6 separate regions of the Mus musculus genome follow, and regions 2, 3, 4, 5 and 6 are each linked to region 1. Evidence: chromatin contacts called from public ChIA-PET, HiCAR-type, HiChIP or PLAC-seq and promoter capture Hi-C data. All regions are on one chromosome and are shown on one strand. Each heading gives the region's core, a stretch centred on a gene start, on an enhancer-like site or on the middle of the called end of the contact. The rest is flanking DNA. Distances are from core to core; before and after follow the strand shown.

Region 1 (5,152 bases), core at 672-3,171:
ATGCCAGCCTAAAGGCAAATGTCTAAACAAACCGAATTAAAGCGAAGGGCCACGTCCCAAGATATTAGAGAAAAACCAACCGATAAACTCAAATCAGGTACCTCTCTCAAATCTGAGGTTCATCTGCCAGGGCCCTGGATACATCAAAAGCAACCGACCAACCTCTCCCACGCAGTCAGGACCAAGAGAAGAGGGGGGAGGGGGCTGGAACGTGGTCAAGGCACTTTCCCTAAAATTTGTTCCTGTGAGACACTGTAATTTCAAATGTGTAACTGAGCTCTAACACAAACCTCTGGACAGCACCCACCCTCGGCCCCTGCCCCATACTAGACCATTCCCTCTCCTAAATCCTGGACTAGGGTAGGAACCAATCCCGTAATCCTGGGTATTTTAGAAACTCAATTCTCCTGGGAGTTAGAGCGCTCCGGGCCTGGCTCCGGTCCACCCCCACCTCTCTAGCCCGAAGAGGAGAGTGAGGCTCCAAGCAGGGCCGGAGGCGCTTTCTTATGTAAATGGCGCGCCGAGAGAACTGGAGTTTGCCGGGAAGGCAGAGTGAGGTGGGCTCAGGAAGGTCAGAGCGACTAAAGGTTCATTTTCAGAAACCAAGAAAACAAAACAAAAACAAAAAAGAAAAAAAAGAACTCTGGGGATCGTGGGGTGGGAAGATGAGTCCATTCCGTGTAACTTTTAGTTCCAAATCAGAACATACTATCCAAAATCCGCCCTCAACTCGGCGGCCAGACACGGGGACGAGGCGGGGCGGTCCCCAGGAAGGTCTGCTGTGAGGGGGCGCCCCTTTCGAGCCTCAGTTCCGGGCAGTTCAGTTCCGGGGAGGGGGCGCGGCAGGCTAGTCTTTCTGCGCCCTTTCCCGCTCCTTCCTGGGTGGCTCTCTCCCCCACCCCACCCCCGATCCACCCCCAAGGAGCGCCACGAGGAACCGAAGGCCTCTTCAACACATCCTTAAATTCAAGAGGGCCGGGCCCCAGCTGCTACACGCTTCCACCCCGCCTCCTCCCCTAAGCAGGATTCTTCCCCACGTGCTCCTGCCGGAACTCGGGGCTGCAGAAGGGGGCTCCTCCCACGTGGGCGCAGCAGTCTCAGACTACGTGCAGGGCGGCCGTCCCATCAAGAAATTAGGGGCTCTAAGGGTGGGGAGGGTGCGCGCAGGTCCCGGGTAGGTGGGACTATCGATGGTGAGCGGTCGGGCCACGAGGGTGCCTAGCAGACGTGGCTTCTCGCGCGCAGGACTTTCCCAGCTACCCAGACTGGTTCCACGTCTCCAGCCCCGAAGGAGGAGGAAGCAGGTCCTCTGCGTGCTCCAGATTCCGGGAGAGCACGCAACTTGGTCCGAAGCGAGCCAGAAGCTCCCGCCCGTGCCGACTTACCTTCTGCACTTGGTTTTGGTTGAGCTCCGTGAATAAGCAGGCGATCATATGCGAGGCGATCATCTTGTTGCGGCGAGTCGGGGCCAAATAGAGAAACCGAGGCTCGAGCGCTACCGATGGAGCAGGCAGCGCTGTCCGACCGCTTTGAAACCAGGCCCGGGTGTCCGGCTGGGATCGAAGACTCCAGGAGCCACACAAAGAAGCTTAACCACGATGGCTCACCAGCTGAGGGCCTCAAGTTTCCAGAAACAGGGTTTTTTTTTTTCTTTTTTTCAATTTTTTTAATCACAACTACTAGAAGGTACCCTAAGTCTCACTCCTGCCGACCGGTCTAGCTGCTTAGCGTCCCGTCGCTAACTTCACTCACTGGGTCACTAAGGCTCAACTTCGGAAAAAAATGACAGTTCTGTTCCAATCCGGCGATCGCACCTATCAGAGTCACTGGCGTGATGCTCCTGCCCTCGGATCTCCAAAGCAGAACAACTCCGGGTAGCCTGTGGTGTCCTGAGACTCCAGCACTGGAGTTGGTGCAACAATGTGGCTTATTGAGGGGCTGCCGGCTCTTTGGGCCGCCCCGGACAGTGACGTGGATGTGCTCATTGGCTGCGGGAAGAGGGTGTGTGCGCTCTTCGGCTGTCCGCCCGCGGTCCACAGCCAATCAGCGCCTAGAGCCCGCGGGCGCGGCTGCTCCAGCACCCAAGCAGGCGGCGGGAGAGACGCGCCCGAGGCTAGGGGCGGAGCTGGGCGCCAGAGTTGGGACGTGTGTTCCGTGGCTAGAGCTCGGGACTCCAGGGCGCATGAGCCACCGCCGCGTCAGGCTCAGCTTCGGGTGGGGGGCGCGTGATCGCGGACCCAAGAGATGTTGGGCGACTGGAAAGACAAGTGATCGTAGCAGCACACGCCATAATCTGGTATCTGGGGATCATGTGAGGGGCTGCCACTGCCCTGTGACAAGTCTGAAGCACCGTGATTCTCATCTTAATTGTAGCTCAACGAGTCAGCGGATCCCTGAAGCTAAGCCATTACAAAAGTCAGCCCTTCTTAATATCACACCAATATAGCATATGGATTTTACTAACCCCGTTTTACAGATTGGGGAACTAGGCACTGTGCTGTTAGTGAGTTTTGCCCAAGGTCACACCCCTAACAAATGGTAGATGAAGACAGGAACACATCTTACTCTGAAATGCAATTCCCCCACCCCCGGTATATTATCCAGCCTTTCTTGAAGCCAGCAAAGGCTGGAGAGAAACTTTGTTTGTAGCTGGGACTGATAGATGGGAGGAGAAAGGGCACCTGTAACAGCTTGATCCTAGGCTCAAGTGGTGTGAAATGGTTTATAGATGCTGAGAAGAGCCCGCCTCGACCTCAGCTCATGCCTGACACCAGACTCTAAGTTGACATTTATGAGTAGACGCCATCAATATTGAAATAGCACCTCAGATGACATGAAGTTGGTGCTGGTGGAGAATGGAAAGCCAGGAGTTTGAAAGTTACATGGAAGGAAGATAAAGCCTACCATTTCCAAATAATCTCACTCCCCAAGCCCTCTCTCCACCTCCGGAGTGGCATGTGCCACTACTGGGGATCTAACATGGGACTTTGTGCGTGCTAGAAAAGCACCCTGCCCACTGAGGTACACCCCAGCCCTAAAAAGGCTCTGCTCCACTTTCTATGATGTGGTTCATCTATTTCCTCTCTGGGTGATCCCTCTTAGCGCCATCGTCAGCAGTTACACCATCCGCACACAGGTAACTCACAAACCTAATCTACAAGCGAGGACTTTCCCCAGGGATTCTGGCTTTCTTAACCAGCTGTCATTTGTCATCCCTGTGGAGGTGACTAGTGTCTCACACTTAACATGTACTAGGCTGAACTTCCCAGGGTCACCCCCCCCCCTTTTACCAATTGTCTCCACAAATGACGTCACCATCCATGGTTTTCTCCCTGCTCTTACATCTATTCACACCATCAGTGAACAGTTAGTCTAACTTAGCAAATCAAAGAGGCCAGACCCTCATAGCCAGGCCACCGATGACTCCACCAGAGCCTGTGTAATTTCACTTAGCTGCTGTTTTTAGGTACCTCTAGCTTGACCACTGTGATCCCTCGTTCACTCAGGAGCTAAAGAGACTTGTTTAAAATACAAACCAGTGCTTCATGTAGTGGCACACACTCGTAGTTCCAGTGATTCAGAGGTGGAGGCAGAAGAGTCAGGAATTCAAAGCCAACTTGGATAGCTTGATAGATACGCTAGGTAGGTAGGTAGGTAGGTAGATAGATAGATAGATAGATAGATAGATAGATAGATAGATAGATAGATAGATAGATAAGAGATAAGATTAGATTGGTTGATAGATATATACCAGACTGTCTTGGGGTGGTGGTGTCTTAAAACCATTGTTTTTCTTCAACTAAAATCCAAACTCCTAAGAGTAACTATTAGAAATAATTTTTAAGGCTGGACATGGTGGCACATGCCTTTAATCACAGCACTTGGGAGGCAGAGGCAGGCATATCTTTGAGCTCCAGGCCAGCTTGGTTTACCAAGCAAGTAGACTTGGAAGAGATACTCAACGAAACCCTGTCAAGAAGAAGGAGGAGGAGGAGGAAGAGGGGAGGAAGAGGAGGAGGAGAAGGAGAAGAAGGAAGAAGAAGGAGAAGAAGAAGAAGAAGAAGAAGAAGAAGAAGAAGAAGAAGAAGAAGAAGAAGAAGAAGAAGAAGAAGAAGAAGTAGTAGTTGTTTTAGAGCCAGGCAACAGCACTTTGTGAGTTCAAGGCTGCAAGCATGGTCAACAAATTCCAGGACAGCCAGTGCTACACAGAGAGACCCTGTCTTGGAAAAACAAAAAAACAAAAACAAAATTGAAAACAAAACAACAACAAAAACAAACAAACAAAAATGTTTCTGCCTCAGCCCCCACACCCAGGCGGTGGGATCTAAGGTATGTGCCACCACACCCGGCTCATTTTCTAAGGGTTATCGTCCTTCTGTCCTACCTGACTGAACAAGAGTCTACATCTACATTGTTCCCTTCTATTTGCAGAGCCTCAGGTGGAGGCACTCTATCACATGGTAGGCATTTACTGTGTGAGTTAGTAGATGATTTAGCAATGACTCTTATGTCACATATGATTATAGGACACCAAAGAGAGACTTTCATTTTCTATATTAGTTCTCAAGTCCTTTCCACTGGTCTGTCCTCACAGCTCACCAGGATCTTTAACCCAGTTGCAGCAGCTTCATAACCCAGCTTTCCTCTCTTGATGCAGATAAACCAGAGGTGTCTGATACAGACTCTGAGATGCTTAAAGCAGAGACTGAATCCTCATCTGATGTGTTTCTGTAGGACAGAAGCTGCCTTCCACATGAATGGGAGGAAAGGATCAGGCCAGGGGAAGAAGAGACAGGAACTCCCAGATAAGATAAAGAAAGGGGCGAGACTAGCGTGAAGCAGGGAGTCTGATTAAGGCTTTAGGTGTTCAGAAGTCTGAGGCAGAATTGATGGCATAGGTTAAAGATAAGCAGCAAAGACAAAAAAAAAAAAAAAAGACCTATTTCCTAGACACACTTTGGGTGCTGGCAGGATGGCTCAGTGGGTAAAGGCGCTTGTTGCTAAACCTTGACTACTTGAGTTTGATCCCTAAGACCCATTTGGTCAAAGGAGAGAATCAACTCAGGAAAATTGCCTTCTGACTTTCACACACATACCATGGCATGCATACACCTACACGCATAGGCACATATGTAATAAAAATATTTTAGAG
Region 2 (5,152 bases), core at 691-3,190, 940 kb after region 1:
ACAATGAGACTGTTCCCCACACTTCCTGACACTGTCTAAACAGAAGCGGGACTCTGCAGAACGTGTAGCCAAGAGGACACAGGCTCCTGTCCAGAGATCCGTCTGGAGCAGGCACTGAACAAGGGGCTGCTCCAGGACAGAAGCGCGAGAAAAAAAAAAAGCCCGTGCTCAGTCTCATTCTCTAGGTGTCAGTCCCAGGAGTGACAACCTCAGAGCTGCGGGAGAGCCCAGCGTTTGCTCTTGGCAGTACAACCTGGCGGTCTGCCGGTCCAGCTCCGCACCTCACCCTGGCTGGGGACAGCATCCGCCTCCCGGGCTTGTCTGGCGAAACTCGCGGGATCCCCACAATAAGTGGCTGTTCTGTGTGCCTGAGTGTGAGTGCCTTGGTTGGGGGACGCGTGCCCTGAACCCCAGACCTACACCCCACTCTCTACCGTCGCCCCCACCGCACCAAGTTCCGGAGCCCAGCAAACCTCCTCTTTTCTGCCGGGTCGAGTCAGGGTCGCCTCCTCGAGCTCTGAGTTTTCCATCAAGCGGAGCCAGACTGAAAGCTAGGTGCATTTCCCTGGAGATATAGGGAACAGAGGGAAGAGGGCGAGAGGGACCAATGGGTAGGGAGTAATAAAGTTTATGAGAGGGTGTGGGGCGGTCTTCTGTACCACGGGGCTGTCCAGTCTCCCATTGCCAGGCTCTAAACACCGCCCCACGCGAGGAGGCGCGAAGACACCATCCCCTCCCCCTTCTCCACATATCTCTTTTCCTCCTATCCCTCCTCCTTCTCCTCTTTCCCTCCCCTTGTCTCTCTTCCCCTCACTCCCTCCTCCTTTTTTCCTCCCCCTGAACGAACTCCCGTTGCGCTGCGCCTACTGGATCCACCCAGAGTCCTGGAACCCCAGCTCGCGCCCAATCGCCGACGGGGGCGGGGCCTGTAGGGGGCGGGGCAGATGGAGGAAGGGGTGGGGAGGGGCAGGGAGGGACCTGCTACCCTGAGCTAGGACTAGCGGCTGCTGTGGCCCAAGCAGCAGTGGCGGCGGGCATGGGCGATGGGGGCGCGGAGCGGGACCGCGGCCCCAAGCGCCGGGAGGAGCCTGGTGGCCGCAGCGGGCGTCACGGAGAGCACCGCGGAGCGGAAGATTTGCGTGCTGACACAGGTAGCGCGAGTCCGAGGGAGATTGCTGGGACCTCCGCCTCCAGCCCTGCGGGCTCCAGGGAGAGCGGAGGGGACAGCGACGGACAGCAGGCGCTCGGTGAGACAGACCACTGCCGCCGCATCCTGGTACGAGGTAAGGGGACAGCCGCAGCTCTGATTCCCTGGGCCACCAAGCTGCCTTTCCTGGGGCCTCCGACATCCCTACAACGTCCATCTCTCAGATCATACAGTGGTTCATTCATTTGGTAGTTCATCCTGTAAATACTCCGAGTGCCTATTGTGTGCGGGACACTGAGCTGAACGCGGGGGACAAAGCAGGGGGCTGGACCTTGTTTCGTCCTGCTGGACCGGTGCTCTCTCTCTCTCTCTCTCTCTCTCTCTCTCTCTCTCTCTTTCTCTCTCTCTAGGCCCATCCGGGCTGGTTGGTGTAGTAAGGACACGAATCAGTTGGAGAAGCCCGACACCGAGAGCCAGGGCCTCCGCGCCGGGGTCCCCGGAGCAAGGGCGGAGAAAGTCACGCGCGCGCTGTAGGGACAGGATTGGGAGGGACCCGAGTGGGCAGCTGCTGAGGAAGGCTGGGCCACGCAGGCAGTCGGATGCGTCCCCGCTTCAACCCAGCCTTATTTCCCAGCACCTAGCCTTGCGTGGGTTGAGGCTTAGAGATGGCTGGGTGGGCGGTAGGGTAGCCTGACCTGCCGCGGCTCCGCTGCTCCAGTTTTCCCACTCGCTTGGATACCGCCGGCTCCGGCGCTCCTCCGCCTGGCCTGGCCGCCTGGCCTGGCCGACGCTTTCTTCCTCGGCTCCACCCGCCCTCACCCGAAGTCGGAGCCCCTTCACCCATCCCCCTTCAACCCCCGCAGCAAACTTGCTTTCCCGGCACTCTCCTGCCATCGCTCATCCAGATCCAAACCTCCAATGCCAGTATCCTGGGTCTGGGCCTCTCCCAGGTAGACACTTGGAGAAAGAAGTCTCGGGTCCTGCGGTCAACTGGATCCTAGGCCTGAGGCCTGTTGTTTTTCCGCCATCCTGGGGTTTCGGACTCACTCACTTGGCTTCCCCCAGCTGCCTCCCACAGGCCTCAGGAGGCCTGTAGCCAACTTTCTTTTACGGAGGGAAACCTAGGTTTCTGTCACCCAAGTCAATATCTTAGAGCAGGTGGAGTACAACTTTCCTGACCCCCACCACCACTGTCACCATGTGAGTGGCCCTGGGGATCTGAGAGCCAGCTAGGGCAGGGCATGGAGGTACAGGAAGCTCTCTTAAATTAAGACGCTGCCAGGGACCCTGAATAAAGAAACACTCCTGGGAATAGGTGTGGTCATTGGAAGGCTGGGTGGCTACTGCCATTCTAGGGACCCGCTTGATGGTGTAAGACAGTTACACCACCAGGAATCCCCGCAGGTGTGAGGACTTGTAGGTTACCTGGGGTTAATATGAATTCCCTTTTGTCATCTGAGGGGTTCTAAGGACAAGGAGCGACCACCAGTTGAGTTTCGTTGAGGGAATCTGCAAGCCTTCCAGAAATGAAGACACAGCCTAAGCTCTTAGGCTAAGGACCTTGCCAGTGCTATGCATTAAGAATAGGCGTCTCCCCTGGTCAGGATGACTGAGTTATGCGCCCAAACACCATCTTCCTCCATTCTACCAACCTTTATGTAGATCAAATAAATCTTGCTCGTGGGCATCAGTGGGACTGTCTCTGGTGCAGACTTGCAGAGGTGGGAGTAAAATGTGGCCCTCTGTCCTCTGGGATAGAGCCATTTAAGTCAAGTAGAGACGCGCATGCCGGGTACCTCTTCAGGGGTATACTTTTATAATGTACCCACACAAGGTAATTCCTTTACATTTGTAAAATATAATGGAAATATTAAATACAAGTACAGTTATCCACTGGACTGAAATAAAAAGCAAATGCAGAAACGTAAATCCCTCTGCCCCTCCCCCATTTAATGACAAGGCTGTCATTACAGGCCTGAAATGCCGGGGACGTCATTTACTGCTAATCCCTCCTAGGCAGGGTCACCCGTGTCAGTCACTGCTCGAAGCCCCACCACAGCTGAGGGTAGAGGCTTCCATGAGAAAAGCCAACCCAACACTGGGGAAGGCAAGCCCCCATTGTCCAAAATTAAGAGCCCTCCTTAGTACATTTTACCCTTGTCCTCTGGTCCTCTGAGTACGTAGCCCCCTCAATTCTTCTAAGGTGCAAAGGAGAGCTTATGTGGGCATAAGAAATGACCCCACCCTCTCCACTTCTTTTCACCCTCCTTCCCACGCCCGGGTGTGGCATTGGTTGAGAGAGGTTTTTAGCACTGGAAAGGCCAAGGGCAGCTGGAGGCTGAGGTGAGCGGAACTGCTGTCTCACCTCCTGCCTCCAGGATTCCCTCCTCTTCAGGAAGCTGCCTGAGGATCCAGGGTGCTGTCACAGAAAACAGTCTGCAGGCTCTCCGTAAATATTTGTGGAAGGAAGGAGTGGGGTAGCACTGGAGTGACCTGCAGATTCTGTCTACTGGTGTGATGTGTTAGTCAGAAATCTCTCTTAACTACCCCCCAACACACACACACACACACACACACACACACACACACACACATCGTGGCCCCAGAGAATGAGCTGCTGTGCAAAGCCAGCAGTTTAGAGGTAAAGGAGAGTCAGACCATCTGCTTGGCCAACGTCTCAGATTTCCTCTGAGAATACAAAGCTGGTAGCCCCTGGTCTGCTCACCCTGCCTTCAAAATGGAAGCGTTGTCTCCAGCCGCTGGCATAAATACTGTGCCACCAAGATGACTTCCACAGTGAGGCTTCCTCCAGGAAGCCACAGTCTCTAAGGCATCCCTTGTGCCCGTCCCTTGGTCAAGATCCTGTAGTGTGGGAAGAACCTTTTGTTTTGTCTTGGAAGGGGATCACCAATGCGATCAACAAGGCGACAACAGAAGGAATGGGGCCTCCAACTCTGCTCTCACCCTGCAGTGGGCCAAGCCTACACTGACTCTTTTAGTGGAGCGGGATTGGTACCAGAAGAGGGAAAAGTGTAGTTCACAGATCCCTGCAATTGGTAATCCAAGCCTGCCACCGCCACCACCTTTGCCTCGGACCCTGGTGCTTTCCGTAGCAACCCGGAAGAGAATTCAACTGATTTTGATAGATCTGCGAAGGCGCCACAGTTTTAAGGTCAATGCCAAGAGGCACCAATAATCTTCTCTGTCAGGAGTGCCCCTTGAAGCCTGCTGCCCCCTCGGCAGGTCTCCAAACAAAACGCCCCGTTTCTAGCCTACCATAGCCTTTGCCTCTGAATGGCAGATCCTTCTGAGAAGCACCGGTCATCCACCCGGATAGTCATCCGCTCGGCTAAAAAACGCCCTGGAGCAGAAGCTGGACGCATGCGCTCGGTACTCAGAGGTCCACGGGGGTCCCCGAGAAGACCGAACCTTGAACTTGAAATAGCTTAAACTGTGAGCACGACTTGGCCGTTCAAAACCTTCAGCCAGCCGTGACAGAGAACCCAGGAGAATGGTCACTTGGAGTTGGCCCCTGAGCCTGGAAGACCTCCAGGCTTCAAGCCTGGTCCTGCTGAGCAGGCGCTGTGCAGCAAACCCCAGGCAGCGTTGGACTGCAGAGAGCTGGGCAAAGCCCCAACCAATCCCGGGCCTCTGAGGAGGCCTCCATATCTCACTCTGTGGATACATTCGGAAACCTTGCCCCGCATACGCTCGAAACATATGTATGTTGTGGGCTGTAGAACCGTTTAGAAAATCGCGCTTTCGGAAAATTTGAAGTTTAATTCTTAAGATTTTTAGTATTTGCGAGGAGTCCTTTTAACTTTTTTCAGTGGTGTTTCGTTTTATATTTTCACTATTATTTCGATTGTGGGTGGCCGGAGACCCGCATTCTCACCGCTGGTTTGTGCTGCCCTTGATTTGAGTCTGTATTCCCCCCTCTATGTTCTAACCACCCTCTCACCCCACAGGAAACTGAAGCAGGTGGCAGAACGTGGCATTGTTACC
Region 3 (5,152 bases), core at 1,889-4,388, 850 kb before region 1:
TTCCCACTACCTCTGGTGGGTGGTGGGCTACAAGGGAGGTTAAAGTGTTTAGGAATCATCATTAAAAGTAAGGTTTGGAAAAATTAAAGTTACACATGGTAAACAAAAGGGCTGATTGCAAGCACCTCCTGCAGCCTCTTCCTTTATGAAGTGCCTGCTTCCTGTGTGCCTGAGGTGCCTTCACACCAGCTTAGCTTCTGTGACATTGGTCCAGTTCATGCTTCGAGGTTCTAAGTGGTAGTGGTGCCTTGAAGCAGTGACTGTCTGCATGGAAAAAGCATTTTCTAATCAGAGAGCATCCTGGGGACAAACAGTAGCTGGGGGACAGCTGCAGTGCGGCCCCTGCCACCTTTATGTGTCCAGCTCTTCTCGCCATGAGTCAGCACATTAGGGAGCTGTTTTAGGGGAGATTACAGAAAAGCAGCTGCCTCTGGGGTATTTGGGTCATAGCTAACGGTGGCCCTGGTAACCATGAGCTACAGGACTAGGAAAGAACCTTCCTCGGCTGGTCTCAGTTGGTCTCTCTGTCCTCTGATTTGATCTTTTCTGAGATGAATGGGGAATTTTCGCAGTATCACAAGCCTCGTGGTCATCATGGAGATAGAATACTCAGGGGTCAGGGAGGAACAAACATCCTATGGCTTCATATTTTAGAGCTAAAGGGTATTTAATTTGTTCCTCTGATGTCGCTGGAGCTCAGGGCAGTTAAACAACTTGAGCTTGGTGGGTATGCAGGCTCACACCTGTAGTCCTGGCACTTGAGAAACTGAAGTAGGAACAGTACCATGACTTGGAGGCAAGCCTGGGCTACATAATTAGACCCTATCTTAAAGCAAATCCATCCTAGTTGGAGGTGACACCTCTCCTGAGGTATTAGCAGCCAGTGCCAAGCCCTGCTCAGATGCTGTCCTTACCTCAACACAGACAGGAAGAAGTTGGGTGTGATGGCATAGGCCTGTAAGACAAACATTCACGAGTTCAAGGTCAGCCTTGTTTGCATAGCAAGTTTAAGAACAGCCTGGGCTAATTGATACTCCCCCCAAACAAAGAAGATAGAAAGGAAAGAAAAGATAGAAGAGGAGAAAAATGTTAATCCCATTCTCCTTTCCCATCTAACTTGAATCATTTCCCAGCCATTCAGAGAGGAATTCTGATCTCTTTGTCTGTCTAGGCAGCCAATAATAGCAATGAAACTTCCTCATTCACAAGGTTTGTAACAGCAACAGAAGTCCGACTGACACACTCTTGAATGCCTAAGTTTAATGTAGAAAATCTCCAAAGATAAGGCCTCTCAAGTCTAAGATCACAAAGGATCAAAATCCAAACAATCTAAATTTTGGTATAACAATTTTAGTTCTTTAAAAAATATATACTTAAGAGGCAGGCAGATTTCTGAGTTCAAGGCCAGCCTGGTCTACAGAGTGAGTTCCAGGACAGCCAGGGCTATATAGAGAAACCCTGTCTCAATATATATATTTTAATATTTAATATTAATTTTAAAGGAGCTTTGTTGGAGAAATATATACAAATATTACAGAATAAATAATATTTCCAAATTAAAATAGGCATGCATAGTATGTATGACTTTGGAAGGAAAACACTCAGCTATACTTGTTATAGTCTTATGGGTATAACAATTGTGAGCAAATAATGTAAATTTATAAGTAGGTTAAAAAAATAGAATTAAATAAATAAATCAATAAATAAAAGGGTTGGTAAGATAGCTTGGCTGGTAAAGATACTTGTTTGGCCTAGTGACCAGCTTACACAGTGGAAGGAAAGAGCTGATTCCAAATAGCTGTCTTCTTATCTTAGCCATATTCTTTCTCTCTCTCTCTCTCTCTCTCTCTCTCTCTCTCTCTCTCTCTCTCTCACACACACACACACACACACACATACACACACTAAATATATGTAAAAAGAATTAAACTAAATAGGGTGAAAAGAAAACTATCTTGGTTATTTTTCTCATGTCACCATGACAAAGAACCTGGCAGAAGCATCTTAAGTGAGGAGGGGTTTACTTGACTCACAGTTCTGTCGGCACCCTCCCTCCATCATGGTCGGATTGGCAAGGCCAATGGCTTGGTCAGCAGTGGCCGAACATTGTCAATCAGTAACTCCACACCTTGGCCAACCAGGAAGCTGAGAGCTCTGGCCAGAGGGAGATGTATCCATCACCTGCAAGGCCTGCCTCTGGAGAGCCATTTTTGCGAATTAACCCATAGTCCCAAAGGTTCTACAACTGTCCCACAGTGCCACAATCTGGGGACCAGGTTTTCAATGCCACGAGCCTGTGTTAAATGTTTCTGATTCTAGTCCCAACAACAGTATTTGGTAGCTGTATGCACCCAACTTTATGTAGTCACATGAAATGTTTTGATGGTAACTGAAGTCTTCTTGAAAACCAACCAACAAATAAGGAAACAATAAAGGAATAGTACGCTGGAGACGGGGTGAGGTGTGCTGCAGGTGTTAAAGCCTGGAGCCCAAAGGTTGCAGGCATGGAACCTGATGCTTATGGAAGCAACTGCAAACTCTCATCACAGCTCTGAGAGACCAAGGTTTCACTCTCTCTAGATTGCCTGGGACCCAACGTAGTTCTTACCCCAAAGGGAATACAATTTTGGAGCCAAATATGTGCCCATGGCCTATAAACAGATTTCTGCCTTTGCGAATTCCATGGTCAATGTGGGAAGTGTTAGTTTGAAAGAAGAAAGGAGAGAGAGAGAGCATATGAGAGAGAGAGAGAGAGAGAGAGAGAGAGAGAGAGAGAGGAGAGAGAGAATGGAGTTATAAGCCAAAGCATTTTAAATACATTTGTGGAAACCTTAAGTGAACAGAATGCAGTGGAGAAATCTCAGCCACAGGCCTCAGGTCATTTATGCTCTTATCATTTATGCTTAATTTCATTGTTTATCCCTCCACTTCTGTCTGTTCTGGGTGAGATGTGCAGGTAATCTCCCGGGCTTCGAACATAAACTGCGAGAATGTTTGGCCAGTTATTATCTGTCCCACTAAAAAGGCAGCTCAGCTCGGCCAATTCAGACCATTGGGTACCGAACCCTGCTGCACCAGGCGGAGCTCTCACAAACACGCATGCGCATCTCGAGACGCGCGACTGCGCAGGCGCCGGACACCTAGCCTTAAGGAGACGCGCCAATCCTACTTGGAACATGGCTCTCAGGCCCCAGAGGACTTTCAGGCGGCGCCAGGTCGAGTCCAGCGATAGCGATAGCGATAGCGACGGCGCGAAGGAGCAGAGTGCGGAGGAGCCGGCGTCTGCCGGCGGCCGAACAGAGGGAGCGGAGCGGCCGCGCGGGGCCCGCAGCGCCCGGGGCCGAGGTCGGGTCTGGGCGAGTTCCCGCCGCAGCCCGGGAGCTGCTCCCCGCGGGGACGGCGGAGCAGGTGACCGAGGGGTGGAAAGGGCTCCGTTGCTCAGATCCAGAGGCCTCTATGGCCGTCTGCACCCGCATTGCTCAATGCCGGGGTTGCCCGAAGCCTCCCATAGATCTTGGTGGCACTTTGCAGTTTGCATCCTCAGGTGACCCGCACCGACTAGAGCATACAGCCATTGGTGTGCACACACTGAACCCAAATCCTCAGAGAGGTCCTGAACGACTCCTCGTGCTGTTAGCTGTTAAATGTGGATGAAAGTCGTGTGAGCCTTTGGGAGCTTGTCTAACAGTTTTCTAAGAACACCAGACAGTGACTAAAAGAATAAGGACAGGGTTTGGAACGTTGTCATTTTTAAAATCAGTCATCTGCAACAACAACAAAAAGTAGATTAAAAATAATGTAAAACGAGGTGCTGTGACTGAGATTGGTGACACTAAGGACCGTTCCATTCATGTGATCAAATACCAAGTCATTTGAGGGCTGGCGAAGCCAGTCAGCAGTTAAGAGCACTGGTTACTCTTAGAGGACCCGAGTTCAGTGTCTAGCACCAACTTGGTGGTTCAGGACCGTCTGTAACTCTGGGACATTGGAACTCCTCCCCTAACCCTGTCAGGCAGCAGACACACACAGTGTAGGAAGATCACTGTGTTGTACAATAGATACACTAAACTTATTCTTGTAAAATTTTGTAACCTTTGCCAACATACATTCCCACATTGGCTCATATTAACCACCATTCTATTCAGTGTCTGTGATTTCCTTCAAATTGTTTGGATTCTACATATTAATGAGAGCTTAACATATCTGTCTTTCTGTGCCCAGCGTATAGCACTTAAAATAATGACTTCAAGGCTTGGGATCTTACTGATTTCTTAGTCAATGTCAGGGGCCCGGTTCATCTAAAGTTTGATTGATCTTTTTTGTATTTGTAACAAAGTATGCCGGTCATCTGTTTACCTTGAGTTAAGTAAGTACTTCTCTTCCCTCCTAGATCAGTGGTTCTCAAATTTCTTTGGCCTTTGAACTCTCTTTGTAACTCTTAAAAATAGAGGTCCCAAATAGCCCAGGTTTCTATAGATTATTTTTCTTTTGTTACCACTATCCTTAAGATAGTGGTACTCGGCTCAAAGTTTTACAAAATTAATAATTTGCATTGCTTCATCAACAAACGTGAATGAAAATGGCTTTCTTTTCCCTTTCTTGGTGTGTGGTGAAGAATACAATGACTGTGTACGAGCTGATGTCACTGCCTTTGTGCTGAGGCGAGCGCTTTTACCCACCACACTTGTACCTTACTACAATGTCAACCCAGAGAAAAGAACAAGTAACGTGTGTCTGTTACAATCAAAGTGGTTTTGAGTGCACACATCACCTCACGAGACCCCGAGGGCTGTGAAGGATAACTGGAGACCGTGCTTTGCCTTGGTTGGAGGCAGAGGTTGTCTCTCACAGCAGTAGCTAAGACGTGAGCGGTGGCTTTATTTTTTTCCATATTTTATTCTGTGTTTTAGAGATGTATTTTCATTTTTGTGTATGTCCATGTGTGAGTACAGTGACCACAGAGACCAGATGTGTCAGATCCCCAGGAGCTGGAGTTTCAGGTAGCTGTGAATTGCCTGACACAGATGCTGGGAACCAGACTCATGTCTTCTGCAAGGACAGTGTGTGTTCTTGACCTCTGATTCACCTCTCAGACTCTCCTTTAAATGTTTATTTGCACCAATCTTTTTGAGCTTCATGTAGTCTGGAATTA
Region 4 (5,152 bases), core at 1,149-3,648, 810 kb before region 1:
TCAGCTCTATATAGCAAGTTCCTGGCCACCCATGGCCTATATGGACCATCCCGTTTTAAAAACACTACTAGCAAAAACAAAAGGAATCTCTCTTCACTGCTTTATACACTGTCTCCATACTTGAAAATAACCATGTTTGTTTAGGCAAGGTCTCACTATGTAGTTTCTGCCTCAGGACATCCCTATGCTAGGATAGCAGACATGTCACCATGCCCAGGCCAGTCTAGTCCTAATGGGTGTTGCCCTATAATAAAAGAAGCCCTCAAAAGAAACTAAACAATGCACGTTAAACAGTGAATACTAATCTGTATCCAAGGCAAAGCACACATTATCTCTTGGGGAAATCCCAGTTTCACTCTCTGGATGCTCAAGAAGAAACATACCTTGTCCTTCAATCGTGTTCCTGAGGGTGAAAGTAGCCCCGAGCCCATTCCCTGATCGCTTGATGCAAATCCCCAGGAACTGGCTGGTTTTTCCACTGGCATAGGGGTCGGCTGTGGTGACTCGAAGTATGCTTCCTACAGAGTCAGAAGAGAAGCAAGCTCTGACACAGATGCAGGAATGAACAAATAAGGTTTATATCTTAGTATGTCAGAAATAAATAACAGCAAAACCCAGACATCTGAACAATAATCTGAAGGCAATGAAAACTAGCGCCCAACACCTGCTGCCAGACACCGTTACTCACCAACATAGAACTCTGGAATCGGAAGCACCTTTCTCCTGTCTAGCATATCTTTTCTTTCTATCTTAAATTTCAGAGGGTTTGTTCTCCCCCTGGGAGGGATGAATTCAGGACTCAGGAACCTATAAAAAAATTAAAAATGAAAGGTGATTTAGGCCAGCATAAGAAAAACAATGGGTATAATGTAGATGTATTTTATTCTTTCAATATGGATTGCAATGTTATTTCTAAAACCATGGTTTCCAAAACCATTGTTAATGCTCACTCCTGAGAACGCACCAGGCATTGTGTTTAAATGGTTATCATACATCAAGTAGCCCTCAAGGTCTGGACCTTATTGTCCAAGAAGGCATTTGTGCTAAGGGTTTGTTTAGCTGTCATCCTGGGCAGCTACTGGGGCTTAGAAAGCCTTAAAGAGTTTCAGTCCGGTACAGGAAACATGTCACTGGGCATCTAACCTTGAAGGCAAGGCACAGACCCCGGCCCCTTTCTGTTTCTCCCTTTGCTTTTACCTAGCTAATGCTTCCTGCCACGCTATACTGTGTCACTGCAGGGCCCAAGTGACAGGGCCAGGACCAAGCAAAATTAACTACAACTGTCCAAACCCTGAGCCAAACGAATTTGTTCCCTTTAGGCTGGCTGTCTCTGGTGTTTGTCACCACACAGGCAAGCTGACCCATAGTAGCATAAATTAATCCTGAGACCAGTTAGATGTTTTATTGTCATCTTACTTAAAAAAAAAAAAAACAAAGCACAACTGGAGCGTAAAGGTGATGAACCGCTGACATAATTACTATTTGTTACAATTTTGTCACAGTTAATACGCTGCATTTCTCTCAGTCTGCAAATGAGCACAAGTCTCCCACTGAGCTATAAATATGGAGAAAATATATACAAATCACCAGCTGCAAACTGACTTTAAAAGAAATCTTCCACCGAGCATAGGGATTCCCACCTTTGATCCTAACATTTAGGAGGCAAAAGCAGGCAGATCTTTTTTGAGTTCAAGGCCAGCCTGATACACACCCACAAATTATTGTGTATTGTGGTTGGAGCGCCCAGCATAACATTCATGTGGGGATTTGAAGGCAAACTTTGGAGTACGGTCTCTCTTTTCTCTATGGGTTCTAGGCATGGATTTGGGTGTACAGGTTGCAACTTTCACAACCGAACCACCCTGCGGGTCCATACTGTTAAGCTTCTGAAGATGCATTTATGTAGGTAAGACGAAAAAGAGTGTGCTGGATCCACGTGCCTGAGCCGATCTGACCTCCCCAAACCCTTCCTCCTGGATAGAATCTGTTGGCCAAGGCTCACCGTGGTGGATTTTAGGACAAACTGAGGGAAGGGAGTCCAAGCCTGCGTCTTTCGTGATCTAGAGAGGGGCAGACCCGGAACCCGATTTCGTGCAGCCCAGCTATAAAGCGGGTATCAAAGTGTGCGCACTCCCACGCGGCCTCGGCCGCCTCACCTTCTCTCGTCTTCCGGGACTCGGCGCCGGTCCACGATGACAGGTTTCGGCGGTGGCTTGAACCCACCGGGCTCTGAAGGCCCGGTGCTCTGAAATCGGCTTGGGCCCGTGCAGACACGGCAGGCATCAGATGCGAAGGCAGCAAGCCGTGGCCTGGCCATTCGGACGCTCCGGGCCAGGTACAGGGACGCCCTACAACTTTCTGCCATGGAGGCCGCCATGTCTACACCCTCAATGAAGGACTACAACTCCCAGAAGTCAGTGCGATGGGGTGTGGCCGGACGGTGGCTCCTATGGGACTAAACTTGCTTCCCGGTGTACCGCCGCTTGTTTGAGGGAGTTATACCTGTAAATGTATATAATTTTCCTCTTCTCCATAATTTGCAAAGTTACACTTCTCTACAGGGTTAGCAAGTTTGTACATTTCACTAAGTACTGTGATCTCATTTGCATTTAGTGAGTGACTATGAAGTGCGTGGAGTGTGTGTGTGTGTGTGTGTGTGTGTGTGTGTGTGTGTGTGAGTGTGATTGCAGGTGCCCATGAAGGACATATGATCCCCTGGAGCTGGAGTTACAGGCAGTGGCAAGGGACCCTATGTGGATGCTGGAAATTGAACATGGGTCCTCTGAAAAATTACGTGTTCCTAACTGCAGAGCCACCCTCTCCAGCCTCCTCAGTTCCACCTTTTATTTGCTTGTGCCTACATGAAAAACACAACTGTCACCTAAAGGGCAAAAGAGATAGTTTATTCTAGAGTCAAGTATTAATGAGGGGCTCAGAACACAAGATTTAGGTCACCACAAATCCATGTTCCAATTACATGTAACAATTCCATGGCATTCCATAGTATCAGAGCAAGAAAGCCATTCCTTAAACACATTGGCAGGTACACCCATTTAGGAATGCTATATCAAAATGGAGATGTCTCTGCTGTATGCCTCAGTTGCGCTGATGGCCTTCTTAGCCTTCAGGTTGATGGAAGTGAGGCGGTTGCTGAATGTAGTCCCTTAATAATAACAAGGCCGTTGGTTCACAAGTAAGTTGGGAATAAATTACCATTTGAGGGACTAATGGGCCAAGATAGTTGGGCTCTGGATCTGCAGCACCACAATGCTTCAAGTCACTCACGTTTTAATTAGTTAATCAGTCTTGTAGAACGTTGCTTCTTTTAGGAAATTTTCGTTTGCCTCTTGTTTGATTATTGGTATTTAGTTCGTTGTTATGAATTCCGTGGGGAGCAATGAGTATCTTCTTTTGCTTAACTTCTGTCTTACTAACCAGCACTACCTGGCTCTCACAGGCTCCAAACAGAATAATAAATGCTAGCTGTTTTGTCAAAAGTTAGAGTCATCAGAGAGGAGAGTACCCCCAACTGAGAAAATGTCTCCATAAGATAGGTCTGTAGGTGGCCTGTAGGACATTTTTTTAAGTTAGTGATTGATGGGGGAGGGTCCAGCCCATTGTGGGTGGTGCCATCCCTGGACTGGTGTTTCTAGATTCTATAAGAAAGCAGGCTGAGCAAGCTATGAGGAGCAAGCCAGTAAGCAGCATTCCTTCATAGCCTCTGCATCAGCTCCTGCCTCCATGTTCCTTCCTTGTTTGAGTTTCTGTTCTGACTTCCATCAGTGAGATCCAGTGTTATGGAAGTGTAAATCAAATGCAACCTTTCTTCCTCAACTTGCTTTGGTCATGATATTTCATTTCATCAACAAAACCTTAACTAGGACAAAGCATAAAGAGAAAAGCCATCACTCTTAACAAATAGCCCCCACGGAGTCCTTGAGCTCACTGAGAACATTCCCTTTTCCAGAACTAAAACTGAGTTTGCCTCGGGCAGTTGGGAGGCATACAAGCTAAAAGGGGTCCATTTCAAACCTTCTTGAGTTGAGAGGGGCTTGGGAGACAGCTCCGTGTAAGAACACTTACAGCTCTTGTAGCAGTTCCCAGCACCCACACCAGGCGGCTCCCAGCTGTTTGTAGTTCCAGGTCCAGGGAAACTAATGTACACTGGGTGTCCTTGGGTAACAGGACATATGTCCTGCACATAGACTCCTGCAAGCACACACACACACACACACACACACACACACACAGAGAGAGAGAGACAGAGACAGAGACAGAGACAGAGACAGAGAGACAGAGAGAGAAATTGTTTGAAAAAAATTAAAGAATTTGAGATTTGAGGGCAGCTATTGCTGGAGGTGAGGCTTAGTGGTACAGCACATGTCTGACATGTACAAAGATTGTGGATTCGAGTACATCATCACCAATACCAAAAAGAAAAGGAAGGAAGGAAAGAAGGGAGGGAGGGAGGGCAGGCAGGCTGGCTGGCTGGCTAGCTGGCTCATACTCTCAGAGATGGCAAGTTGCTAGAACTATTTAATACATGTACGGTGTGATCATCAGTCTGGATTAACGCACCACTGCTACCTCGGAGTCAGCATGAACATACAGAACTCATCCATCTTAGGCACCTCCAGCTTCTCCAGCGTGGGCTGTTCCAGGGACCTCCGTGGTCATCCCCATAGCTCCAGCCCAACTCTCAGTGCCAGGACTGTTTCCTCCCGGCCTCTGGGCAAAGTGTTCTTAAAGCTAACCTAGAGCTGTCCAACAGCACACGAATCCTCGTGCTTCATCCTCTTCCTCTTTGACCCTGCTCCAGGCCTCCCTCCTCTTCTCTAGATCACTGCAGTTTACGACACCGGCCTGACATTGGTCATGCTGTATTTAGTTACCTCCAGCTCTCCTCACTGCAAACAGCAGCAGAAGAGAGAATTCAAAACTACTTACCTCAGGAACCAGCGAGACCGCTAAATGATTAAGAACACTGACTGTTCTTGCAGAGGACATAGGTTCAGCTCCCAGAACTGAATGTGGTGGCCTAACAGAGGGTCTGACATCCTCTTCTGGCTCCTTCCAACACATACACATAAATACATTTTAAAAGACCTTTATTTCATCGTTTCTTCCCATATTTCTGCCAACCAAATGCTGC
Region 5 (5,152 bases), core at 791-3,290, 790 kb before region 1:
GCATCCAGGCAGGCATGGTGCAGGAGCTGAGAGTTCTGCATCTTCATCTGAAGGCTGTTAGCAGCATACTGGCTCTCAGGCAGCTAGGACAAGGGTATTAAAGCTCACACCCACAAGGCCACACCTCCCAACAGTGCACTCCGTAGGCCAAGCATATACAAACCATCAGAAGCACCAAAGGGGAGACTGTGCACTCTATATGCTTACGGAGGGGTAGGGGTGCTAGGTGCATGGAGTCTCAGGCACGCTAGAGGTTAAGCTGAGGCCAACGGAGGAGAGCAGACTCTCATATTCCTGCAAGGAACTAAGGGTGCCTCCATTAAGCAATAAGGAAACACCAAAGGGTGTGATGAATTACGTGATGAATAATTATGTTATTTGTTTGCCATTGTCTCCAGGTTCGTTGTCTTCCAGCCCAGTCTCCCATCAGCCAGCCAGTCCTCCCAGTCTTCCCAACCCTACCTACCTTCCCTTTTATGCCCTTACCCCTGACTCATCCTTCAAGTTCCAGCTTCAGTGTCACCTCTTTTACAATGTCTTCACTTACCACTCCCCAGCAGGCAGGTGCGGATGCTCCCCCCAGCATCCTGCTAGACCATCCGGCTCTCTGGAGTCCTCAACGTACTGGACGATCACAATTGGCATGGCTCAGGCGTAGGGTGCCCATGTGTGATGTTGTGATTTGATCCTCCCACCCTGGTCCCTAGCACTGAGTGCTGCTGGCAAGATTCATGTTCGCCTTCTAAGCCCCATGGCTTCTCTCCTTTACAAACTACATTTCCAAAGAGCATTTGCCAACTGACTTCCTCTTTTTTGACCGAGGCAGGAAAAGTATCTTCTAACAGGGCTATCAAGGTGAGAAATGAGAACAAGAAGCAAGAGGCCTGGTGAGATGGCTCAGGGATTAACTGAAGAGTTGGATGCCAGGACCCATGTGACAGAAAGAGAGAACTGACTCCTGAAAGTGCCCTCTGACCACCACGTGACACCTATGTGTCACTTCTGACCTCTACGTTCCATTCCATACTCGGGTCATTCACCCACCCGCAGAACACCTTCAAGCTTGTCACTACTTTATTCTAATTGGATTGTGTTTACATCATTGCTTTTTAAGGGGAAGCAACTGGTTGGAGCTGGATGGAGTAAGGATTGTTTTTTTTTCCCACTGGAAATGCAAAGGAGGACACAGCCTTTTGTTTTTGTCAATTACAGTAGCAAAGAGCCTTCACACACACACACACACACACACACACACACACACACACACACACACACACTTCTGCTTCTTGAGTCACCCCTTCCTGAGAGCCAAAAGAGGCGCTCTTCCTCAAGCCACCGCACGGTGGCGCCTCCTCACAGTCCCGGGGCCTTTCACAAAGCGGCTTTTGTCCCTGCGGGCAAGCAAGCACAGCCACTGTTCCCTGAGCAGAAACCTTGTCCAGGAGTGACCCCACTTGAGCTCACGAGGTTGTCGTTCAGTTGAGTCACAACCATCACCCAGGTGCCAGCTGGTCCCAGGAGCCCTGTGCTGCCCAGTGAGTCTTTGTTTCTAGCTCAGAACAAAAAGGATCCTGGTATCACCTCCCTTGGTAGCACATGAACTTTTGAGAAAGTTTCTGGGGACTCCCTGGAGGGACTTCCAGGGAGTCTCTTTCCTCCTCCACCCCCCTCCACTGCAGACCTGGCTGACAAGGCCTAAGATCACCGCACATTTCTCCCCAGACAAGGGGACTACAAATTTTAAATCTTTCGTGTGCACCCTTCCTGTAAATCACCCTGGCTTGGTGAGAGTTTAAGAGGGAACTGCAACTCGTATGCCTAACATCCAGAACAGTCTGTAGCCTTGACCTTGAAAGCAGACCTGAAACTGATGTAGCCATCTGACCCCCATAAAGTAAGTGACTTTGGATTCCAAAGGCTTGTTGGAGCATGACAATTAGTTATAAAGCATTGCGAAGCTGAGGGTAAGCTCCCTGGAGATGCCAAGCAGAGAACCCAGTGTTTTTGTGGCCTAAATGGAAGTCACAGAAAGTCCTGGCTGTCATGCCAAGAACCAGGCCACAACCCGCCCCATGGAGGAGGAGCCAGTAACCAAAGGCAGCAGAGGTGGCACACAGCTCCAATTTAGGATAGTGTCAGTTGCCATCTGAACAGTGGCTGAGGGTATTTGGGGAAGGCTCTTTCTAATCCCAATGACTGCTTTATTTGATAGACAGTATTAAAGCTACTTTATAGACAAGGAAGGAGAAGGTTACTCGAACAGTTAAGAGCCGCACAGCTCGTTAGCGGAGTTGGGGCTCAGGACCTTAAGGCTCAGGCAATTTCTGTTCCCTTGATTACATGACTCTCCTTGAGGTTGGTGTGCACATTAGAAATGGGGGGTGAAGAGAAGTAGTTGGGCTAGATCTTGCTGGAATACAGGATTCTCTGTGAGGTGTCAAGTTTAGACAAAGGATAGCTTTGCCCGAGAGTCAGCCAGGAGCATCATTGGGTCACAGAGTCCCCATGGGGACTCAGTGGATGGAACAAAGCCAGCAGGAACCCCATAGCTTCTTTGGCATGGCAGTGGGTGGGTTTCCTGTTTGTCCTCCTCTTGTCTTTGCTCCATGAGCCTCTGCCAGGGTTGCAAGCGCATGTATGCACACAGGCAAAGTCACACACGCATGTGTCTGCACACTCACACATGCACATGGCTATACATATGTACATGAACACACACCCACAACCTATTCACAGGCTCACAAATACCCAGCCTTCACCCCCAGCCCCTCTGCCTGTGGGACCCTGCCTCATGGAACGACTTCTGGTTCTGGAGGCCGAGGTTGAGGACAGGTACCCTCTCCGCTGGTCTCCACTTACTTACTGAGGCTTGTCACTGGACCCAGAGCTCACAGATTTGGGCTAGGCTGGTTAGCCAGTCTTTCCCAGGGGACCCACTCTCTCCTTGTCTCTCCTTCTGGAGGCACCAGTTTTTTTTATGTTGGATTTGGGGTACCAGTCCTCATGCCCATGTAGCAAGCACATATCTACTGGACCATTTCCCTAGTCTTCTTATTGTTTATATTTTTGAAAGGGGGCCTTATGTATTCTTTGATATACAGTTACAATGACCTTGAATATCCTTCTTTCCCCTTCACAGTGCTGGGATTATCAGCTTGAACCATTATACTCCATTTAGGGCTCTGAGCACTTGAGGTAAGCTCTGTCCCCAGCCCATAGACAGTGCTTTCGTTCCCAGAAACACACAGCGGGCAGACACCCCACCCCTCCTCTGTCCTCCCTTGTGCTATTCCTGAACCTTGCAGTGGGTGATCTCCTAGGCAGGGAAGGAACTGGAGACAGGGGAAAGGGGATGGGGTGGGCTGCGGAGAGCAGAGGACAGAGGTGTGTGTCTATGAACATGTCACTGCGGAACTCACTCCATCATAAATAAGCTTAATGATAAGGAGCTGGGGAGGTGGCTCAGTGGGTAAAGTGTTTGAATCCCTAGCCTCCATGGAAAAGACAGAGTTTTCCACTTGTTTCTGCAGCCCCAGCGCTTGAGTGCAGAAGGAAGGAGAATGGGGAGAGAAGATGAGGGTTGCCCAATGGCCTGTCAGTCACATCACAAGCCCTAGGTTCAGTGAGAGACTAGATTCATTGAAAACAATGGAGGAAGGCAACATTAATTCTCTAGGCTCTATGTGAGTATGTGCATACACATAATACATATATACATACATACATGCATACATACACAGGTATATGCCTCTCTCTCTCTCTCTCTCTCAGAAAAAAAAAAGAATAATAAAAAAACAGTAAGACCCACAAAGAACAAAGAAGGCCAAAGGGAGCCTGCAGAATTCCTCCAATCTAAAGTGGACTCAGGTAGTAAACCTTCAGTTGGGAGCCAGGGATCTATAGGCTGGGCAGAGCTGTAAGAGTACATTTGTTCCCTCCCCCACGCCCCCCACCCCACTGCCCCACCCCACCCCCACCCCCCGAGTCAGCTCCCTCCCCCCCCCCCCCCAGTGCCTAGCATAAGACCAGCTCCGTGATAGTAAGCGGGGAGGGGGGGGGGGTAATGGGTAGGACAGGAAAGATGCAGGAGAATGAACAGCTCTTATTAAACCAAACCCAAGGCTCCAGTTGTCACAGGCAGTTAGTTACCAACAATCTGGCTGAAGTCAAAATTCTCTCTGGAGTGCCTCATTCTCCCGGGATTGATTCCCCACTGTATTTCTCAACTGATTGCTCTGAGTTTGCGCAGGAGACCACTAGACCTGGTCAACCACAGCAACCATTCTGGCTGGCTGCGGGGTGCTGCAGGGTCCTAGCCTGCCTGGTTGCAGCTGAGGGTGGGTGAGCCTCACAGGGTGGCACAGATGAGGCAGCTTCGTTGGACAGGGCAGTCTCTGCTCCGGGCCACGGGTCTGATGAGCCCAGCACCCCCTTGTTTTTCTAAGCGGGTGTTGGGCATTTCCTTGTTTAAGCCTCCAGGTCAGGTCGTCCCTTCTTCCGCGTTTAATGAGCTCATTTATTTTTCCTTTTTACTCGGTGGATTTTAGGGCCAATTAATGAGTGCTGGGGTTCTTTTTTAAGAGCCAAGTTGGGCCCGAGTTCCACATTCCCAGCTCTCAGAATCCCCACTATGACTCCACGTTTCTCCCCCACTGCTTGCCCCAGTGCAGTTTCCATATTTAGAAGTTTCTGGAACTTACTGAGGTCCCTTTACAGGCCTTCTCCGGGACAATCGTTATGAGGTGAATTTCTGGTTTGGTTTTTGTTTTGTTTCGTTTTGGTTTTCTAAGGAAGAAGCTTCGCGTGTAAACACAAGGAAAGAGAGCCGCTCTCTCAGTGTGGGGTTTGCCCTCTGAGTTTGGTCTACCGCTCTTTTGGGGGTTGAGGAGGCTGGCTCTGCATTCCAGGGAGACTTCAGAGCTGCTAAGCCTCCTTTGTGTGGCCTGTCTGAGGGAGCTGACAGGAGGGAGTGGTGGAGGAACGAAGTTTGGATGCCTTGCTGCAGTAGTTAGCTCAGGAGACCCTGAGTCCTGAAGGGCTGGATGGACACAGGGTCGACACAGTAAGAACAAGGGTTCTCTCTTGTAAGAACCGGGGACTCCCTGCGAGTCTACAGTTCCTCCAGTCAATAAACAGGATGGAGTGCCGACAC
Region 6 (5,152 bases), core at 1,311-3,810, 740 kb before region 1:
TTTCACTGTGATGGTTGGTATGGTCAAGTGGATAGGATCTGGACTCACATAGGAGGCAAACATCTGGACATATCTACAAGACACTTTCTGGATTAAGTTAACTGAGGTGGGAAGATGTACACCGTGACAACTCTTCTTGATCGCCAACTTGACTACTTCTAGAATTGACTACAACCAAAAACAGGCTGGACACAACTGTGAGGGATTTTTGCTTAATCACTTGAAGTGGAAAACCACACTTCTAGTCTGCATCTTTGATCTGGGAAGATACCCTTTAATGCAGATCCTTTGAAGGGGGAAGATCCATCTTTAATTTGGGCCATACCTGCTGGCAGCCCATATAAAGGACATGGAAGAAAAAAATTGCCCTCTTTGCTTGCTTGCTCTCACCTTTGATAGCAAGTCCATTCCTTCACTGGCATCAGAGTCTACTTCTTCAGGATTCTAGTGTATACTGAAGACACAGCTGAGACATTCAGCCTTGTGGACCAAACAACTATTGGATTCTCAGACTTTCTGTCTACCAGCAGGCAGCCTGTAAAAAAAAAGTTGCATATACCACAGCCTGTAAAAAAATTTCATTTTATATTTTATTTCATTATGTAATATTATTAATTAATATAATTGATATAAAATATTTAATATTAATAATATATTATGTATAGTATATAGTGTATTAGATTGATAGATAGATAGATAGATAGATAGATAGATGATAGATTTATTCATTCTATCAGTTCTGTTACTTTAGAGAACCCTGACTAATACACACCCTAACTGTGAATGGTACCAGTTCATGGGCTCAGATCCTGGACTGAGTAAAAAGGAGAGGGCTGAGCACTAATGGCCACCCTTCCCTGTGTCCCCTCCCTCTGTCCCCTCCCTGCTCCCTCCCCCCATACATGGATGTGGATGTAATGTGACCAGCTGCGCATTCTTCAGTCATCACTGTGCCTTTCCCCCGATGACGAACTGTACCCTGGAACTGTGAGTCCAGGTAAACCTTTCCTTCCTTAATTCATGTTTGTCAAGTGTGTGAGATTCACAGTAACAGGAAAGTAAGAAATGCATGAGGCCACCAGGAGAGTGACCTTTACACAACCCAGCTCGGGTGCTCCTTCTTCAGCTCCTTCCTCCTTCCAGCACTCATCTTTGTAAGATTTGTGGGACTCAGTTATAGCACCAGGAAGCAGAGCAAGATGCCACTTAGGTTCCTGTGACACAGAGAGCTACACACCTGCCTCTCAGGGAGGCCACTGCTGATGTCCACCCCAGGTTTCAGTTTCCCTTCCAGGCATCTACCAATAGCCAGGTTTCCCTCAGATTCCTTTGTTAGCTTTCCCAGTAGTCCCAGCTCTGGCCAGGGAGGGTTCTCTTAGTCACCTGACCCCCTAAGAGCCCTACAACTGAGGGTGGGAACATGGCTGTTGATAAGTATCTGGTGGACGGTTTTATAACATCATGTCCCCATCATTGGTGCTTTCTGAGACTGACTCTTCATTTTGAATGTCATTTTTTCCCTTGAGTGAAGTTTATACTCAATTTTCTATCTGAGCCTAGTATGAATCGTTGCACTGTTATAATCTGTATAATTATATTGATAAATCTTTGCTTATTATATTCTCATATGGCTGATATCCCGTGAGAGTCAGTGAATGAAGGAGAATTGGCAGTTATTGAACAGCTAGGACAGCATGAGACTACATCTGTCATCTCACATGCTAGTCTAGAACTTACTGTGAGGTAAAGTGTTAGGGTTCATAGTTGACAGATGAGGAAGCCAGAAGCTGAGGGTGCTGTTTGTTTGTTTGTTTGTTTGTTGTTTTGGTTTTTTTGGTGTTTTTGTTTTGGAGGCAGGGTCTCACTATGGAGTCTTTGCTGGCTAGCAAATAACTATATAGACCAGGTTGGCCTTGAACTTGTAGAGATCAGCCAGTTTTTGTCTCTGACTTTGCCTCCTTGGTGCTAGGATTCAAGGCACTGTGCCTGGCTTATTTGTTTATTTACTTATTTATGCCCTCTCACCTCCCCCCCCCCTTTTTTGAGACAAAGTTTTCCTGTGTAGTCCTGGAAATTAGATCTGTAGATCAGGCTAATCTTGAACTCAAAGATCTTTTTTCCTCCTCTGCCCCTGCCCCTGCCCCTGATTAAAGCAATTATCACTGTGCCTTGCCTAATTTTTAAAACCTTTTTATTTGTATGGGTGTTTTGCTTGCTTATGTGTCTGTGACTATATGTCAGGGTCTGTAGAACTGGAGTTGGAGGCAGCTGGGAGCCATGTATATGGACGCTGGGAGCCATACTCTCCTAAAAGATCAGCCAGTGTTCTTAACCACTGAACCATCTCTCCAGGCCAGAACCTAGTGCCTGGGTTAGACCTACGAGTAAGGGGGCGGATCAGCACTGAATGGGAGGCTTGACACTAAGGTCCTCACAGCTTTCTTTGTCTCTGCCCTGCCTCTAACTCCCTTGAAACCAAGCTCCCTGGGAACAGAAAGGGCAGCTGTGTGAATAGCTGGGGACTGTGGTTTCTAAAGCCCTTGAACCGTGAACTGCCCCGGCCGAGGCCTCGCTTGTCAGCCTGGCTGTGTGCAGGCATCTGCTTCACCTGGGACCCAGAGTTAAATATTATCCCGCTTGAGCATTTGCCTTCAGTTTCTCATTTTCCAACTCCCATGACTCCCTGTGACTTTGGTCAAATAGACTCTGGCCGTTATTACTCTCTTTAAAACGGCTTCTGGGCATCGTGACAACGTGTTTGGAAACACTGTGGCATATTTGTGGTGATTAAACTTATGGAAACATCTGGATTCCAGGCTTCCACAAGCCTGGGTGGCTCCAGTGCAGGCCCCACTTAGGCTCTGGTTGAAGGAATCTCAAGCGAGCCCTTGTGGCTTCTACTCCCTAGCCTCTGAGGGCAGGAAAATCGCTGGCCAGACATTTCCACAGGGGCTCCAGGGGATCAAAGAGAGAAAAGCAAACACGGAGGCAAAATGTGCTATTTATTCTTGGAACAAAGTTGCATTGGCAGCCTGCTCCCCTATAGTAATGCTTGCTTTCCTAAAAGGATTACACTTGCCCTGGCTTCCTCTCGCTGGATTTAGCTGCCACTCAACTCATGACCCGTGGCTTCGATCTCGATCTCCCACCCTCTCCCAACCATGGCTTTCGTTTTTCTCATTGGGTGGGCAAGAATAGATAAGATTAGAATTATCCATGAGAGAGAGAGCGTGGGTTAATATGCCTTCTGAGAACGCCCTGCATCAGCAGCTCAAGTCAACTGCTCACATAAGCTCGCCCAGGGCACGCCAGTCCTGTTCCTGGGTTACAGAGGGCTCTGAGCACTTTAGGTCTGTCTTCTCCAGGAAGAAGGAGGAAGGTGAGGCCGAGGAGGCCTGAGACACACTGCTATCCTCCTGCCTCAGCATTCTAGAGTGCTGGGATAAACCATCAAACCTGGCTTCACATATTTGTTCTGCGGCAGGAGAGGTGGATGGCTCAGCATTTATGATCACTTACTGCTCTTCCGGAGGACCAGAGTTTCCCTGCCTCCACATGAGGCAGCTCACTCTGCTTAGCTGCTTGCAACTCTAGCTTCAGGGCTACAAAGTCCTTCTTCCAGTCTCTATGGACAACTGCACACATGCAACACACACACACACACACACACACACAAACACACACACACACACACACACACACACACACACACACACACACACATCCAAATGCTTATTCCTTGGGGGAGGGGGTGGGGGGGGGAAACATTTAAAATTTACTCTCAGCAATTTTGAAATGGGCCATAGTTGCCAATTAATCTCTCCTCTTATAACCCCATGGTGGTGGCAGATCAAGTTCCTCACTATCTACCTCAATATTCTGGTTTCCCAAATGAAAGATACCCACACACAGTCTTATATTTTAATATTCCTTAAACAACTCAATGTCAGGGCCAGTCCCAGACCTCCACGTGGCTAACTCCTCCCCTCTGATACTCCTGATACTAAAATCTACATTACATCTTTGCAGCCCTAAACCTGGTAGGGGACTGGGATCGCTCTTCCCCAGCTCTTACACGATTGGTGTGTCTTTCTTCTCCAGCTCTCAGGCCTGGACCTGACTCTTTTCCCAGCATGGTGGTTCTAAATCCTCCTTCCTCTCTTGGCCCCCACAAATCCTAAAATCCTGCCCGTGTCTCTCTGCCCAGACATTGACCAATCAGAACCAATAGGGGAAGGGACCCTCAGTATCTCAAATGCATATCCTCATGCAAGTTTGGGAACCCAATAAACATACTGCAAATGTTAGACCAAATCCATAGCAGAAATGTGCAATACCACTGCTAACCATATTTCCCATGCTGTACAATAAAGTTAGAAAAAGTCGGGGCTGGAGAGATGGCTCAGTGGTTAAGAGCACTGACTGCTCTTCTGAAGGTCCTGAGTTCAAATCCCAGCCACCACATGGTGGCTCACAACCATCTGTAATGAGATCTGATGCCCTCTTCTGGTGTGTCTCAAGACAGCTACAGTGTACTTAGATATAATAATAAATAAATCTTAAAAAAAAAGAAAAAGTCCTATATTCCTCCCATATACCTGATATTTTATAATCTTGAACCATCATCCCTTCCCCCACTCCCATCTCCCAAACCCATAACCAATATTCACTATTTGCCGCTAAGCTTGGCCACTTTCAATTCCACACATACATGGAAGTATATAGAATTTGTCTTTCTGTGCTTGGCTTATTTCACTTAGCACGATGCCCTCTAATTCCATCCACATCACTAATGGCATGATTTCTTTCTTTTTAAATGACGAATAGCATCCCCATGGGCATACATCCACGTTTTGAACTATCTGCTACAGACACAAGTGGATTCCATTGCCTGGCTATCCTACACTGTATAACAATGAGCGTGAAGTGCAGACATCTTTTAGCAAACTGAATTAAAATCTTCTTGGTAAACACCCTGAAGGAATACTGGTGGGTCATATCAGGATTCTATTTTTAGTTCTTAGAGGAAGTTCGGTGTGATGGTCCTTGGTGGCTATAACACATTTTAAATGGTGGGGGAAGTTAGGGCATGTTCAAAGCAGAGGAGAAGGAGACAGTAGAATGATTAAAGAGGAGGAGAGAGGAAGTGAAT

The links. Promoter capture Hi-C pulls out the DNA fragments that hold promoters and counts their contacts. ChIA-PET counts read pairs in DNA pulled down with a chosen protein or histone mark. HiCAR-type assays count read pairs that join an accessible place to other places. HiChIP or PLAC-seq counts read pairs in DNA pulled down with a chosen protein or histone mark.
Region 2: an RNA polymerase II ChIA-PET map of memory CD8 T cells shows a contact between it and region 1, with 5 read pairs. The contact joins the promoter of Vax2os here to the promoter of Hk2 in region 1. A contact is called at or near these places in 1 of 39 promoter capture datasets (pre-B cells) and 1 of 115 datasets of contacts at active chromatin or transcription factors (memory CD8 T cells).
Region 3: a HiCAR-type map of astrocytes shows a contact between it and region 1, with 3 times the contacts expected there. The contact joins the promoter of Gcfc2 here to the promoter of Hk2 in region 1. A contact is called at or near these places in 1 of 484 Hi-C or Micro-C datasets (B cells) and 2 of 115 datasets of contacts at active chromatin or transcription factors (astrocytes and pro-B cells).
Region 4: a promoter capture Hi-C map of pre-B cells shows a contact between it and region 1. The contact joins the promoter of Mrpl19 here to the promoter of Hk2 in region 1. A contact is called at or near these places in 14 of 39 promoter capture datasets (the 3T3-L1 cell line, the C10 cell line, the HPC-7 cell line and 8 more), 1 of 484 Hi-C or Micro-C datasets (B cells), 10 of 115 datasets of contacts at active chromatin or transcription factors (astrocytes, bone marrow-derived macrophages, cardiomyocytes and 6 more) and 2 of 9 other capture datasets (adipose tissue and embryonic stem cells).
Region 5: a contact with region 1 is called in a promoter capture Hi-C map of frontonasal cranial neural crest. The contact joins the enhancer-like site here to the promoter of Hk2 in region 1. A contact is called at or near these places in 11 of 39 promoter capture datasets (the 3T3-L1 cell line, the C10 cell line, the HPC-7 cell line and 7 more) and 6 of 115 datasets of contacts at active chromatin or transcription factors (astrocytes, embryonic forebrain, embryonic stem cells and 3 more).
Region 6: a contact with region 1 is called in an H3K4me3 HiChIP or PLAC-seq map of embryonic stem cells, with 3 times the contacts expected there. The contact joins the enhancer-like site here to the promoter of Hk2 in region 1. A contact is called at or near these places in 4 of 39 promoter capture datasets (the 3T3-L1 cell line, 3T3-L1-derived adipocytes and cranial neural crest) and 5 of 115 datasets of contacts at active chromatin or transcription factors (astrocytes, differentiating embryonic stem cells, embryonic forebrain and 2 more).

What each region holds. Positions count from the first base shown.
Region 1 is chr6:82,772,533-82,777,684 of GRCm38.p6, forward strand. Hk2 (hexokinase 2) reads right to left here and starts at 1,922. Exons shown (of 18, transcript NM_013820.3): 1 at 1,386-1,922. The coding sequence starts at 1,448.
Region 2 is chr6:83,710,261-83,715,412 of GRCm38.p6, forward strand. It overlaps Vax2os (ventral anterior homeobox 2, opposite strand), which reads right to left and starts at 1,941. Exons shown (of 6, transcript NR_002871.2): 1 at 1,843-1,941; 2 at 474-565. It overlaps Vax2 (ventral anterior homeobox 2), which reads left to right and starts at 979. Exons shown (of 3, transcript NM_011912.4): 1 at 979-1,283. The coding sequence starts at 1,037. It overlaps Gm32943 (a long non-coding RNA gene), which reads right to left and starts at 4,514. Exons shown (of 4, transcript XR_003956456.1): 1 at 4,424-4,514; 2 at 3,513-4,009; 3 at 2,800-2,988; 4 at 2,538-2,664.
Region 3 is chr6:81,920,531-81,925,682 of GRCm38.p6, forward strand. Gcfc2 (GC-rich sequence DNA binding factor 2) reads left to right here and starts at 3,139. Exons shown (of 17, transcript NM_177884.3): 1 at 3,139-3,408. The coding sequence starts at 3,177.
Region 4 is chr6:81,963,551-81,968,702 of GRCm38.p6, forward strand. Mrpl19 (mitochondrial ribosomal protein L19) reads right to left here and starts at 2,399. Exons shown (of 5, transcript NM_026490.2): 1 at 2,157-2,399; 2 at 689-807; 3 at 384-518. The coding sequence starts at 2,377.
Region 5 is chr6:81,985,826-81,990,977 of GRCm38.p6, forward strand. All of the region lies in intron 1 of Gm20383 (predicted gene, 20383), which reads left to right. Among named protein-coding and RNA genes, the nearest start is that of Gm20383, 4.1 kb to the left of the region's middle. Within about 2 kb of position 2,041, at least 73 of the 459 cell types and tissues checked have an H3K27ac peak or open chromatin away from gene starts, as enhancers often do. A contact at or near this core is called in astrocytes and liver, where this site is marked.
Region 6 is chr6:82,027,346-82,032,497 of GRCm38.p6, forward strand. Gm32378 (a long non-coding RNA gene) reads right to left here. Exons shown (of 3, transcript XR_377778.2): 2 at 391-535. Among named protein-coding and RNA genes, the nearest start is that of Gm32378, 3.8 kb to the right of the region's middle. Within about 2 kb of position 2,561, at least 60 of the 459 cell types and tissues checked have an H3K27ac peak or open chromatin away from gene starts, as enhancers often do.